2 separate regions of the Sus scrofa genome follow, and region 1 is linked to region 2. A link is a contact called in public Hi-C data. All regions are on one chromosome and are shown on one strand. The core of a region is the stretch at or near the end of the contact, and the rest is flanking DNA. Distances in the headings are between cores, read along the strand shown.

Evidence for each region. A called contact is a pair of places that touch in the nucleus more often than the background predicts.
Region 1: a contact with region 2 is called in a Hi-C map of skeletal muscle, with 2.5 times the contacts expected there. The contact joins two enhancer-like sites. A contact is called at or near these places in 1 of 47 Hi-C or Micro-C datasets (skeletal muscle) and 1 of 2 datasets of contacts at active chromatin or transcription factors (skeletal muscle).

What each region holds. Positions count from the first base shown.
Region 1 is chr7:58,220,855-58,227,117 of Sscrofa11.1, reverse strand. It overlaps SIN3A (paired amphipathic helix protein Sin3a), which reads right to left. Exons shown (of 23, transcript XM_021099023.1): 16 at 5,809-5,992; 17 at 3,725-4,298; 18 at 1,030-1,199. Among named protein-coding and RNA genes, the nearest start is that of MAN2C1, 23 kb to the left of the region's middle. Within about 2 kb of position 1,582, at least 2 of the 83 cell types and tissues checked have an H3K27ac peak or open chromatin away from gene starts, as enhancers often do. A contact at or near this core is called in skeletal muscle, where this site is marked.
Region 2 is chr7:57,987,656-57,994,175 of Sscrofa11.1, reverse strand. It overlaps CSPG4 (chondroitin sulfate proteoglycan 4), which reads right to left. Exons shown (of 10, transcript XM_003128485.6): 10 at 5,574-6,520. Among named protein-coding and RNA genes, the nearest start is that of SNX33, 25 kb to the left of the region's middle. Within about 2 kb of position 2,700, at least 24 of the 83 cell types and tissues checked have an H3K27ac peak or open chromatin away from gene starts, as enhancers often do. A contact at or near this core is called in skeletal muscle, where this site is marked.

The DNA.
Region 1 (6,263 bases), core at 333-2,832, 230 kb before region 2:
AACCCTCTTTTTTTTTTGTCTTTTTTGGGCCACACCTGCAGCATATGGAGGTTCCCTGGCTAGGGGTTGAATAGAAGCTGCAGCTGCCGGCCTATACCACGGCCACAGCCACTCAGGATCTGAGCCCTGTCTGCAACCTGCACCACAGATCACAGCAACACAAGATCCTTAACCCATTGAGCAAGGCCGGGGATTGAACCCAACTCCTCATGGATACTAGTCTGGTTTGTTACTACTGAGCCACGACGGGAACTCCATCATGCATCCTTCTAAATTCAAGGCAAAAGCATGAGTGCTTAGCCAACGATTCCTTATTTTACCCCAAAAAACACTGAGCAACAAGCTTCCCCCCACCCCCCATAGTGATGGTAAGGACTCTAGAATTAGTATTTTCTTTTTACAAGTTTTCACTTTAAAGAAAGCAGTGCACTGACCAGAATCTGATCCTTCGAGCATTCAGAACTCAAGACAAAGGAGTGGAAACCTGACTATTACAAACTCCCAAGGTGCCATAGGAATAAACCACAAAATCAACCACAAATTTAATTCAGAGGGAACCTCAGATAGTAAGGTGGACAGAATATTTTAAAAGATGTAATATGAAACTCTTGTGAGAAAAAACTCCAAATGTTAAATGAGGAAAATCCCATAGAATTACCAACACGTACAGAAGAGAAAACCGAGCTCACGCCTGGTACACGAGGTACGAACTGGGAAGTCAGGGCAGGGAGCTGGGGTCAGGACTGATGCTTGAGGCAAAAGATCAGGTCTGAGGTAGGCTTACAGGGCATCCTGAGCCAAGCAAAGGAGTCAACCACACGGCTAAAGTACTGCTACTCTGTTAACAGGAGAAATGTGATGTCACGTTAACCTCCCCCTCTTCTCTATAGAACCATGTATTCACAAACATCATTTTATGAGAAGACTGCCTTTCCTTTCCCAACAGAAATCTTGCCTTTTCTCTTTCCCGATCCATCTTTAGGTAAAGACTTTCTCCCTCAGCAACCCTAGCCTCCACCACGCCCTCACCTGTCTCACAATGCTCTGGATGAGTTTGTCCATGGTAAAGGCAATGTAGGCATGAATGGTGAACATCTCTCTCAGAGAATCTTCGTACTGGGACGAGTCTATGTTGCCATCCAGCAGGCTCCGCACCATGTCCAGGAAAGCTGGGTAATAATCTTCTACATCAACATCCACTGTGGGAGAGAGAGGATAGGTGAGGCCTCACCCTACTAAAAAAAGATCGGAGAGGGCAGGGCAAACCCCACAGCTGGCCTAAAGAGCATTTGAAAGAACAAACGCTATGTATTCGAAACATACCCATTCAGTCTGCTGCAGAAAGATGAAATCTTGACAGGTGGCTACAACCCCCAGTGTTGTCTATCAAAGGAGAGTGACTCTGCAACTTTAACAGAGGCTTCTTAACACTCCAGCCAGAAAGACACTTAAGTATGGCTGGGATCTGGGTGAGAGGAGAGCAAAATATCCCAGGGAAGACGTTTCTTCATAACGTTGTGGGCTCCCTGCTGTGAGAGGAACCTGTTCTCACAGCCTGCAAAGAGCATGCCTCACATGGGTCACTTGCTCATACAGCTATTTCGGCAAAGCATAAAGTGCTGAAGAGAAAAGACAGAGCCATACCTATCACTGGGAAACCTCTCGGGAATAGAAAAATAGGAGCACAAATTAAATCATCTATGAATAATGAAGTAATCTGCATTTGTCAAAGTCCTTTTGTTTAAAAATGGATTCCCAACATTGTACTTCACAAATTACATTAAATGATCTGTACTCGCTGCATATGAATCAATTCAACCACTAGCTGGCATCTTGTCAGTCTGGCAACTAGCAGAGGGCACAAGGAAAGGTGAAAGGCCTCCGCCTTTAGCTTACTAAAATAAGACCCATTTACGTAAAGCTCAAACACAGGCAAATTTGATCTCCAGCACTGGCAGAAAGACAGTGGCAAGAAGGGACTACTGAGGGTACTGGTTGTGTTCTTTCTTGATCTGGGCTGCCGGTTACACGGGTGTGTTTGCTTTGTAAAAATTCATTGAGCTAAATAAAAAAATAAAACAGCAGTTGGAAAAAAAATTCACTGAGCTATACAATTCAGATTTGTATACTTTTCTGTATATGTGTTTCACTTCAATAAAAAGTTCACTAAAACGAAAAAAGAAAAAATTACAAAAAGAACTCTGTGTCTCTGACATTTAGTTACCTCTTTTTAAAGTCTGTAGAGGGGAAAGAAGTCTGAAAGCAAAAGCTGAGTCCATTTCCACTTACTTGAAGTGTGATGGATTAAAGATAGGCAAAACAGGACAATTACTATTTAAAAGAAGCAACTGGCTTCAATTTCATTACCGAATATCACTGTGTTCAGATCTGCAGCATAGGCATGGGCAGTGCTACTCCTGTGAAAACCACTTTCATGTCAGAATAAAGCTATGAGTACAAATCACAGACCCGTACACATGGGCCACAATCAGTGTAAGGCTCGGCATTATTACTCAAGAACAAACTTTGTAAGCATCAAACCAGGTTAAGTCAATGGTCAAGCCAGGATTAGGCCATTTTCTCTCTCATTTTTACCCAAGCAGATGGAATCACCACATTGAGTTCTTAAAATTGTCTCTGTCAAGCTAGGATTAATCCAGATAAAGGCTATTAGAATTAATTCCTAGGGGGAGCTTTTCAATAGATAGAAAGCCAGTCCTTCACAAGGGCTTCTTACATCAGCAAGTTAAAAAAAAAAAAAAAAAAAAAAAAAAGATAATTCATGCCAAAAAAGACTGGCTATTTCCTAAAGAGCATAGAAGGCTTTACAAAAAGGCTTCTGGCTCACAGCTCAAGTATTTAACTTATGACCTGAAGACTTATCTAGAAGCAAGTGGCACAGAATTACTTAGAGCACAAGGTGGCTTCCTTGCCCTTCATTTAGTTTCTTTTCCTGAGTTTTCTATCTTCATTTCTGTTCTGCCTATTCTGCTATCTCGAGCCATCTCCTGAGTCCCCATCTCCTTACCTGCATCTGTCTCAGGCATGAATAACTAGGAATTTATGTAATGGATTTGATTTAGTCACTCTGTCCTTTAAACACTTTGCAGGAACCCAGAGATCTGCCATTTGGGAAACTGATGGTAACCGACACCCACGTCCCTGGTGTCCATTATAGCAGCTAGTGTCCATGATCCAAGCAACATGAAGGGTGCTTCGAATATTTTCTCCAATTCTCCTAACAACCCCACAAGACAACAAGTAGCACCTCCACTTTATAGCTAAACAGATTCAGAGAGTTTAAGTAAGGCCACACAACCAGTAAACTGCAGTGTTATAAGGCCTGCCTGTATTCTACGTATAACAGAAAGCAGCCCTTGAGTCCCCAGTGTGGCTCAGGAGGTTAAGGACTCAATGTTTCTATGAAGATGAGAGTTCAGTCCCTGGCCTCCCTCTGCGGATCAGGGATCCGGTGTTGCCACAAGCTGCAGCATAGGTTAAAGATGCAGCTCTGATCCGTTGCTGCTGTGGCACAGGCCTGCAGCTGCAGCTCCAATTCAACCCCTAGCCTGGGAACTTCCACATGCTATAGGTACAGCCGTGAAAAGAAAGAAAAGAAAGCAAGAAAGCAGTTCAGAGTCTAACTAGGTTCTGAGGTCCCCAACCCTTCACATCTTCTGTAGGCCAACACACTCTCTTGTAGACCAATCAACTAAACACTTACTAGGTTCTTTGAGGCGTAACTGGATGGCAGGGCTGTCACTCTTGTCTCTCTTTATGCCTAGCACTTCCCGTTCCCACTCTCTCTCTCGGTTTTCTTCCTCAATTTGCCGTTCAGCTTGGGAACAAATCCGCAGCAGCCTCAGGCAGAGTATCTGGTGCAGTCGCATAAAGATATACCAGTTATTATTAACATAGAAGAGGTTGTATACTTCATCCATCCCTCTTAACTTCTGAGCTGCTGTGTTACTAAACAGTAGCTTGGACTTAGGGGGACTGCCCCCAACACCATTGTGCTTCTTAGCTGCCCCTGTGGCTTCATCTACATCCATCTCTTCTTCTTCCTCTTCCTCCACATCCGAGAGATCACCTCTCTGAGCAAAGAGCAGATCTGGAATGAAGTGATGCATGATTTGCTTGATTTTATATTTGTCCTCCTTCTGAATGCCTGTCTGCCTCTTCACATGGTGGATAATCAGAGCAGCAGCATCTTCCAGAATCTGCTTATCTTCATAGGCAAGTGAGAGGTGTGGGCCAACAGGCACACCAGCATTTTCTTCCGTAGCCTGCTCTTGCCTCTAACAGGAAAGAGAAAGAAAGCATTATGTGACATACCTACAGAGATGATAAACAGACCTACGAGACTACACCATAGCAGCCATTATTTTCCAATCCCAAACATTCAAAAACAAAAAGATAATGTGTTTGATACCACAACGATTTGTATCTTTCAGACATTTTAGACTTATATGGAAAATGGGACAGAACTGGGACCATTTTTTAAAATTCTAAGTTAATATTTATGGAGGATACGATATGAGATCTAGGATTTACTTTAAAATATTTCTGTGGTGGGAGTTTGGAAGGTTAACAGATACAATGAAACAGGCAAAAGAGAGATGATTATTCAAGTTTACGTAAGCTCATTTTACTATTCTCTCCCCTTTTGCATATGTTTGAAATTATCATAAGAAGTTTTTTAAAATCCCAGATCACACCACTTCTAGGAATCTCAATCACACTGTGTTTGTTTCTATCTATCCCCTAAGACTGTAAGCTCGAAGAAAGTAGGATTAATTTCTTATTCATCTCTGTATCCTAGCTCCTAGTACTATATATAATCCTGGTAAGGATGACAAACAAGGATTAGGAAGAGTATGGGGGGGAGTTCTCTTATGGCACACCACATTAGAGATCCGGCGTTGTCAGTGCAGTGGCTTGAGTAGCTTCTGTGACAGGGGTTTGATCACTGGCCTGGGAACTTCCAATTTTCACATGCCATGGGCATGGCCAAAAAAAGAAAAAGAAGAAGAAAGTCTGGGGATCAATGATAGGTATTTTAAGTTGTGGGGAGTTGAGGTGAGCTCTAAGGAATTTTAGGGAAATAGATGGGGAGAGAAGTGGGAGAGGGAGATGATGGGCATGAACTGAAACCGGGATCATAAACTGGGAAGCCAATACAACAGCTTAGTGAGGCTTAGATTTAGAATGGTAGAATCACACTGAGAACCTGCCTAGATATTTACATCGCAACAGAACAAAGGGAGGAAAAAAAATGTATACATGTATGTGTAACTTGGTCCCCATGAGATCTAGGATTTACTTTAGGATCTACTTTTACATCTAGGATGTACAGCAGAAAAAATACATAAATAAAAAAAATAATATGGAGTTCCTGTTGTGGCAGAGTGGTTAATGCATCTGACTAGGAACCATGAGGTTGTGGGTTCGATCCCTGGCCTTGCTCAGTGGGTTAAGGATCCGGCATTGCCGTGAGCTGTAGTGTAGGTTGCAGATGCAGCTCGGATCCCGCGTTGCTGTGGCTCTGGTGTAGGCCGGTGGCTACAGCTCCAACTGGACCCCCTAGCCTGGGAATCTCCATATGCCACAGGAGAGGCCCTAGAAAAGGCAAAAAGACAAAAAAATAAAATAAAATAAAAAGGTAGATTCAGGAATAGAGGCTATGACAACTACGAAGCAAGAATCAACAGGTCTCCCATTCAAATAACAAAGGTAATCTGCCGGAGTCAAAGTTATGCTGACATATATACTGGAGACTTCTCAAGGATGTAGAGACCTCCGGCTTACCTCATCATAGATACTCTCAATCTCATTGAGTAAGCTCTTAGATCTCAGGACCTTGGTGTCATTTTGTTTAAAGTTGATGCCTTGGTGGTCCAGAGATTTCAAGTAGTATTTCTCATTTTGTTCTCTCCACACCTTATTAAAGCCTCTCTGAGCTTCTCGCCATTCTTCCTCTTTCATCTTCAACCTAAGGTGGGTGGGGTTGGAAACAACAAAACATGGGAGTCCAGATGAGGGAATTTTAAGGTAGGAATCCTGGATCTGCCATAGTAACCATAAGACTTATAAGTAAAATAGGGATAATAGCACCTAATTCATAAGGTTTTAGAAGTGAGAAGTCAGGTTTATTCTATTTCTCTATTTCAAAGGTCAAAAGATACAGAAGATCCAAACTGTTGGCAACTTTGGGGTAAATTTTATCCAAATCAGCCTTAAACTCTACCACATGAGAAAATTAC
Region 2 (6,520 bases), core at 1,451-3,950:
GAGTGCCTCCGTGTCCTCTCCTCCAGGTGGAGATGCATGCACGTGGCCTTCCAGGAAGACCAAACATTGCGTAGCAGCTACTCTGCGCTAGGCGCTGTGATGGCTATAATAAATTATAAAAAATCACAGCAACACCAACTTCGGACATTTGTGAAGCACCTACAACATGCTAGATGATGTGCTTGGTAATTCAATAATATCTGTTATTATAAAAGCCACTAATCACTGCGGTCAACACTTACTGAGGGTTTCCTAGGTGCCTCTTGCTAGTCTGAGAGCTTTGCCACAGCAATGACCCTTTGAAAAATTTTTATAGGTCCTAACTCAGGCAGAGGAGTGGGAGCTGGCCTGAGCCTCTGGCTAGCCACATCGCACGGATGCCGGTAGGGACAGGAAATGGGGCAGGAAGGAAGAAGTGGGGCTCTAGATAGAAAGCAGGCAGCCTGCTCCCCCAGTCCTGGCTCCATACTCTCTTGGGTCATGACCCCCTTAGGAGTTAGAACAGGTGGGAGGATTCGTACAAGTTCATGGGAATGACACACTCACCACCTCTACCTTCTCTCCTTCAGTTTGTGGGTTCAGTCCCCAGACTCTAAGGTTCTCAGGGCAGCTCATGGGGCCTAGGAGCTGAGGTCTTGAGGCTTAGAACCTCCTTGGCGCCCCAGGCCCTGCCCCAGCCACCTGTCCAGGTGCCACCCCCACGAGGCAACCTTTTAGCAGGGCTGACTCAGAAGGGGCCCTTCCAGCCTGAGTCACTACCTTCCAGGAGTGCCCAGGCTCTGCCAGCCTCACCCACCTGCCTTCTTGCTCACTAGCCCTTTACAATAGGCTCCACCTTCCCCAACAAGACCCAACAGGGTTCCCCCTGCTCCTCTCTGGTTCTTGGAGGTCTCTGCCCTGGCCAGCATGTCTGGCAGCCCTGGCCTACCTGCATGTGCCCTGATGCCTCTCCAGGTGCCAGGAATCCCACTGCTGAGAGCTGCATCCTTGGCCTTGGCATCTGGAGAGGATCTGAGCCTCCAGGAGGCCCAGCTCTGCTAGTGAATTGCAGTGTGACTGCGGCCAGTCCTTCTTCTAAGGTTGGGACTCTGAGCCCCTGAGTTGAATGCAGGGGGTCCCTTGGGTAGGGTAGAGGGGAGTCACCCTTGGCTCTGTTCTACTCCTTGCCGGGGAAGATTGAGATCAGGGGACCCCTGCAGTGGTCAGACCTGCTGGCACAGAGATGTCTTAGGAGGGGCTGGAGCAGCAGGGGAGGCTAAGTATGAGAGGTTCTGGGTTGTCCCCCACTTCCTGCCCTATTTAATCAACATTGACTCTGTCTGTGGTGGGCTCCCACATTTAATTTGGTCAAAGGGTTCTTCCCTTGAGGTTCTGGGCAGATAGAGCCCAGATGTCTGGGTGGGAGGGAGCCACAGGTGGTGGAGAGACAGGAAGCGAACTCTGAAGAGTCTGGGATGGGCAGATTAAAACCCTAGAAACTTAAGGTCTGCCTGGACTCTGGATGAGATGTGAGGGGCAGAGCAGCCACGAGAAGCCTCACCAGCCCCGTGGGGATGAGGGAAGCCAGGAAGGAGGTCTGGGTGGGGTTGGTGGTTAGAAACCTCTTGGCCTATGGGAAGGGAGGGGCTGCATCCCGGCCATACATGTTTACTGATCATCTCTACGGGCCTCGCACTGGGCCGGCTGGACGCTGCCCCGAGGGGGCACACAGCACTGAACTATGTTTACTACAAGGTGCAGTGGGCTGGGGCCTTCGCCCAGGCTGGGGGCCACAGCCAATTGTTCTGGGGGTGGAAGGGACTGTGTCAGGCCTCTCTTGCTCCACACCCTTTGCAGGCTACCCCCCAGCTTACAGATCAGGCCTGGCTGGTAGTTGGATAGGCAGCTTCCTCCCCCTCTGCTGGCTGCTGCTCTGCCCTGGGGGCGACCCAATGCACCCGACTGGTGACCTTGGCTGGACACCTCCCTTAGTCCCTCCCTCTGCAGGCAGGGAGAAGACAGGGAAGGAAGGACCAGCTGGATCACAGAAGGCAGACTGCAGGGGCTGCTGCACTTCCAGGGACCTGTTTTTGGGAGGTAAGGGTGGGAGTGGGCTACTCCCTGCAGTCCCTCCCCACTGGATCAGACCTGGCCGCTGTCAACCTCACTCTCCTCTGCTTCGAGGACTTAGACAATCCATCTAATTGGGGGTTCATGGCCGACACTTGCAGCCTCTGTAAGCTTGCTCACCAGGCATCAGAAGGAAGTCTTGGGTTTAGCTCTGGGCTCTGGGCTAACAGAGCTGGCAGTTCCCAGGTTGGGGGCCTGGGAAGATCCTCCAGCCCTCAGCTGAGGCTGCGTTTGGGTACAAAAGTTCCTTCTTGGCAACTGGTTGATTTAACCAAGGGCTGCTTCTGTCTTTAGGGACTCCTAGGGCATCTGACACGTGAAGGAACACACCACAACCCACCAGTTATACTCGTGGACACAGGGGACTCTCTGAGGAGCTGGCACCTTTTATGAGGATAGCAGCTATCAGTTAAACACTATACCTCATTGCACTGAAAATGGAAATGTGACCAGGAGCTCAGTTGGGAATGCTCGGCATTAGCCACTGCGTGGCTGCTCCTTCCATGGAAAGGCCGGACAGTCTGTAAGAAGAGGAGGAAGCAGTCAGAGCCAGCTTCCCTCCCACTCTGGGCTTGCCCTCAGCAGCCAGCTCACGTTGCTGGGTTAGGGCACACGTGGTGTGGTAGAGACTCACTGGCATGTCTGGAGCTCTTCAGGAAGGGTTGGGTAAATTTCTATCTGTATGTCCCACAGCATTTTTGGCACCAAATGCCCTTGTCAATGCCTGACTAATCCCAGTAATAACTACCCAGGGATGGTGTTAACTATAAGAGGCTTAGGATGGGACAGGGGCTGTGCAGAGAGGGGTCCAACAGGTCTGGTCCCCATCTCAGCTCCATTTACTTGCCAGAGCTCCCTCACATGTGACAGCCAGGAACAGAAGACCCAACCAGAGAACTCTGGGGGGCTGCCCTGGTACCTCCATCCCTTTAAGATCTGGAATCTTCAGGACTCAGAGGAAGATGCCAGCACCCCTGACAGTTCTCATTGGTCAGGAGGGGTTAGTTGGGAGGAGGAGGAGGAGGAGGACCACTTCTCTTGCTTCCTATTGGAGGATGATGGTTCCAGCTCTGTAGCTTCTACAGCTGCCATAGAAACTTCCTTAAAGGGCCAGTTCCTAGAATGAGGAGAGGGACTCAAAGGGAGCTCCTTCCTCAGCACCTAAGAGGCTAAACCATTGAGGGTGGCTTCCAAGCTTCCAAGCTGGGGACCCGGGCCCCTCTGGCAACCCTTACTCTGTTCCCGACACCCCCATCATCCACCCTTCTTGATGTGGGGTCACTTCCAGCTCTGCTGATGTCAGCTTGGGTCTGGGGACAGGACATCCTGGTCCTTGGCTCCTGGGACAGTGGGAGGGCCATAGATGAGGTTCACCTAACTTTAAAGTTTGTGTGTGCACTTGTGTGTGCATGTGTGTGTGTTCGCACGCATATGTATTACATAAGCAAGTATTTATCTCTGTGTTTTGTTTCTGAAGGTCTGAAAGTGAACAGCTTTGAGCACAAGAGCATTGTGTGTGCATGCACGTGTGTGCATGCACGTGTGTGCACGTGAGTGTATAAGACGGTCGGAGATTCCTGGACATTCCTGGGCACTTGTACACAGCTTGGCTCCTATCCTCAGTGCCTAGAAGGAACTGGCTCCCTAAAGGAAGGAACGGTGAGTTAGTTTTTAAGGTGGGTGACAACCCTCTTAAGCCTCTGATGCATGTCTGAAACCAGCAAGGGTTTACTTAAATCGAGCCCCCATATTTAGAACGGGTTTTGAGGTTGGTATGCCAGTGAATGATCCTCTCCCAGGTCTTGGCAGAGCTGCTGGCACAGAGCCTGGATGCCAGCCCACTGTCCAGCCCAGGCTGAGATGAGCTGGAGTAGTGTCAGCCCGTGCCAGCTCACTGGGGGCAGGGCAGGCCAGGCTGCGGGAACAGAGAGGGTGTCAGCAGACCTCTGGGGGAAACCTGAGCCGAGGCCAGATCCTGCCTGGCAGGTCTGTCACCCTCCTCGGCTTACACTCCCAGGGAAACTGGTTGTCCTGGGTGGAGACTGGCCCTGGATATCAGGGCCCTGAGGATGCAGCCTTGCGATCCCCGGGGAGAGGTAGGGCAGACAGTGGGGTGTGGCATGGAGATGCCCTTGACAGAGCCCCTGGATGAGGCTGGCCTGGGGGTTGCTGGAGAGACCAGGCTTGTGAAAGGAAGCTGGGGCCAGGATCGAGAACTCTGGGTATGGAGGGATCGCTGCAGGGCCCTCTCTTATGGGTCCTGGCCACCTTCTGTGAGGAGGAGGCTTGCAGTGTGACAACAGGAGCTGGCTGTGCCTCAGGGGCCTGGTCCACTCTCCAGCTGACTGGATGTGCGTGACTCTGGGCAACGCTCTTCCCCTCCCTTTCGACCCCAGCCTCCTTGGTCCTCTGGGGGCCTTTTCAGCAGTGATCCAGCAGGATTCCAGGTTTCCTCTCTAGAACTTCTGAGAACAGGGGAGGCTCTAGGAGGCTGGATGCTGAGATGCAAAGGGCATCCTGGGAAGGGGTGGTCCGGGACAGCACCGGGGGGGAGGAGGGAATCTCCTCTCTCGCCCTAACTCGTGGTTCAGATGTTACAAATGTTGAGGCACAGGGATGAGGTGACGCAGATCAAAGGCTGCCAAAGGCTGGCTGGGGTTCTCCAAACCCAGTCCAGCTGTGCTCGGGCCCCATCATCCCCTGTGGGCCCCCCCCTCCCACCGCAGAGCGCAGATGGCCCTCATGCTGCTTTTCTTCTGAGGATTTCAACCTGCTCCCAAGGGCCTGGAGTATAACCTGGGACTCAGAATCTGCTTCCACTGCCCTTGACCTTGGGAGACCCTACAAAGGGAAGGGGCCAGAGGGTGGTGGCTCCTTGGCAACTCACCAAGGGTCTTCTGAGGATGCTGTGTCTCAGACCCATCTGTCACCAAGAGATGGGCTCTCAGGCCACGTACAGGGACAGCTGACTTTGTGGAACCCTTGCTGCTCATTCTGCCTTTGAGAAAGGGCTACCTTGGTCTTCTTGCTGGAAGGGTAGAGACCAGCAGAAATCTTCCTCGTGAAAATCTTCAGGGAGCTGAGGGGAGCACCAGTGGTGGTCCCCCTCTGCCTTTGCTGCCCCTAGCACCATGGCCCAGCCTTGGGATCCCCAAGTCCCTTTCTCTCCTCACCTTTGCTGCTCCGAAGGTGGGTGGAAAGGAGCAGGGCTGGAGGCCAAACTTGGGCTAAGAAATCTACGGCTAGGACTTTGAACATCTCTTGGTTTCATCTCTTTCTTTCTTTCTTTCCCTCTTTCTTTCTTTCCTTCTTTCTCTTTCTTTCTTTCTTTCCCTCTTTCTTTCTTTCCTTTTTTCTCTTTCTTTTTCTTTCTTTCCCTTCTTTCTCTCTTTCTTTCCCCTTCCTTCCTTCCTTCTTTCCTTCCTTCCTTCTTTCCTTCCTCCCTCCCTCCCTCCCTCCCTTTCTTTCTTTCTTTCTCTCTTTTTCCCTCCTTCCTTCCTTCCTTCTTTCTTCTCCTTGGAGAGGATCTAGCCTATCTCTACTAAACTGACAGGCTTTGGTTCCATCCCACAAAAGATTGTCAGAGGATATCTGGAAGGCTCTAGGAGGTGGACATTCAGGCCCCATCCATCCTGGTGGCTGAGGTCCAGCAGGATGGCCCGCATCAGGGGAGTGTAGGCTGGTGGGGAAAAGGGCCCAGTGCATAGTCAGACAAAAAACACGCAGCTGTCCAGAACCTCTGAAGCACCATTTATCCAGGCGCCGTGGAACTGAGTGCCCCCAAGTACCCACCCCTCCATCTGCAGGGGAACACAGGCACTGCAGTGGTTCTTGGCCTGAGACCCTACATGCCCCCCAGCCCAACCCACTCCGAGGCCACAGACCCATGCTGGCCTAGCCATCAGCCCATCAAGGTGGGGCCCTGAGAATGAGCTGGCCTCAGATACTTCTCTACCCCTCACCCCAGAGGCTCCATCAGTCTTGGCTAGCTCAGCACCGTATTAAATAGCTTCCTTGCAATCTCCCTTAATTAAACTCATCCCAGAGCGACCCACCCGGCTTGCACCCTGGATATATTATTCTACTGGTTTATGCCTTCCAGGGAGTGGAGGAGCTTTCTCCTCCTGCCCTCTGCTCCAGGGAACATCATCTCCCTAAAAAACTAGGGGAAAAAAGTTTTCCTCTCAACTGTGGGGCAGACCTGCGCGGAGGCCCGGCTTGGCGTGGAAAAGCTAGGAGTCCCCATCTGTCCCTCCCTTCTCTTTCTTCCCCTTGTCCTCTTAGCAGCCTGGGTCAGGTGTGACTTACCCAAGGTCACAGACCCACGACCCAGAGTCCTGACCATCTAGGAAGTGGGTCTGGTTGTGACAGCCCACACCAGCTCCAGGGCAGGGGACTGACTCTGAGCCTG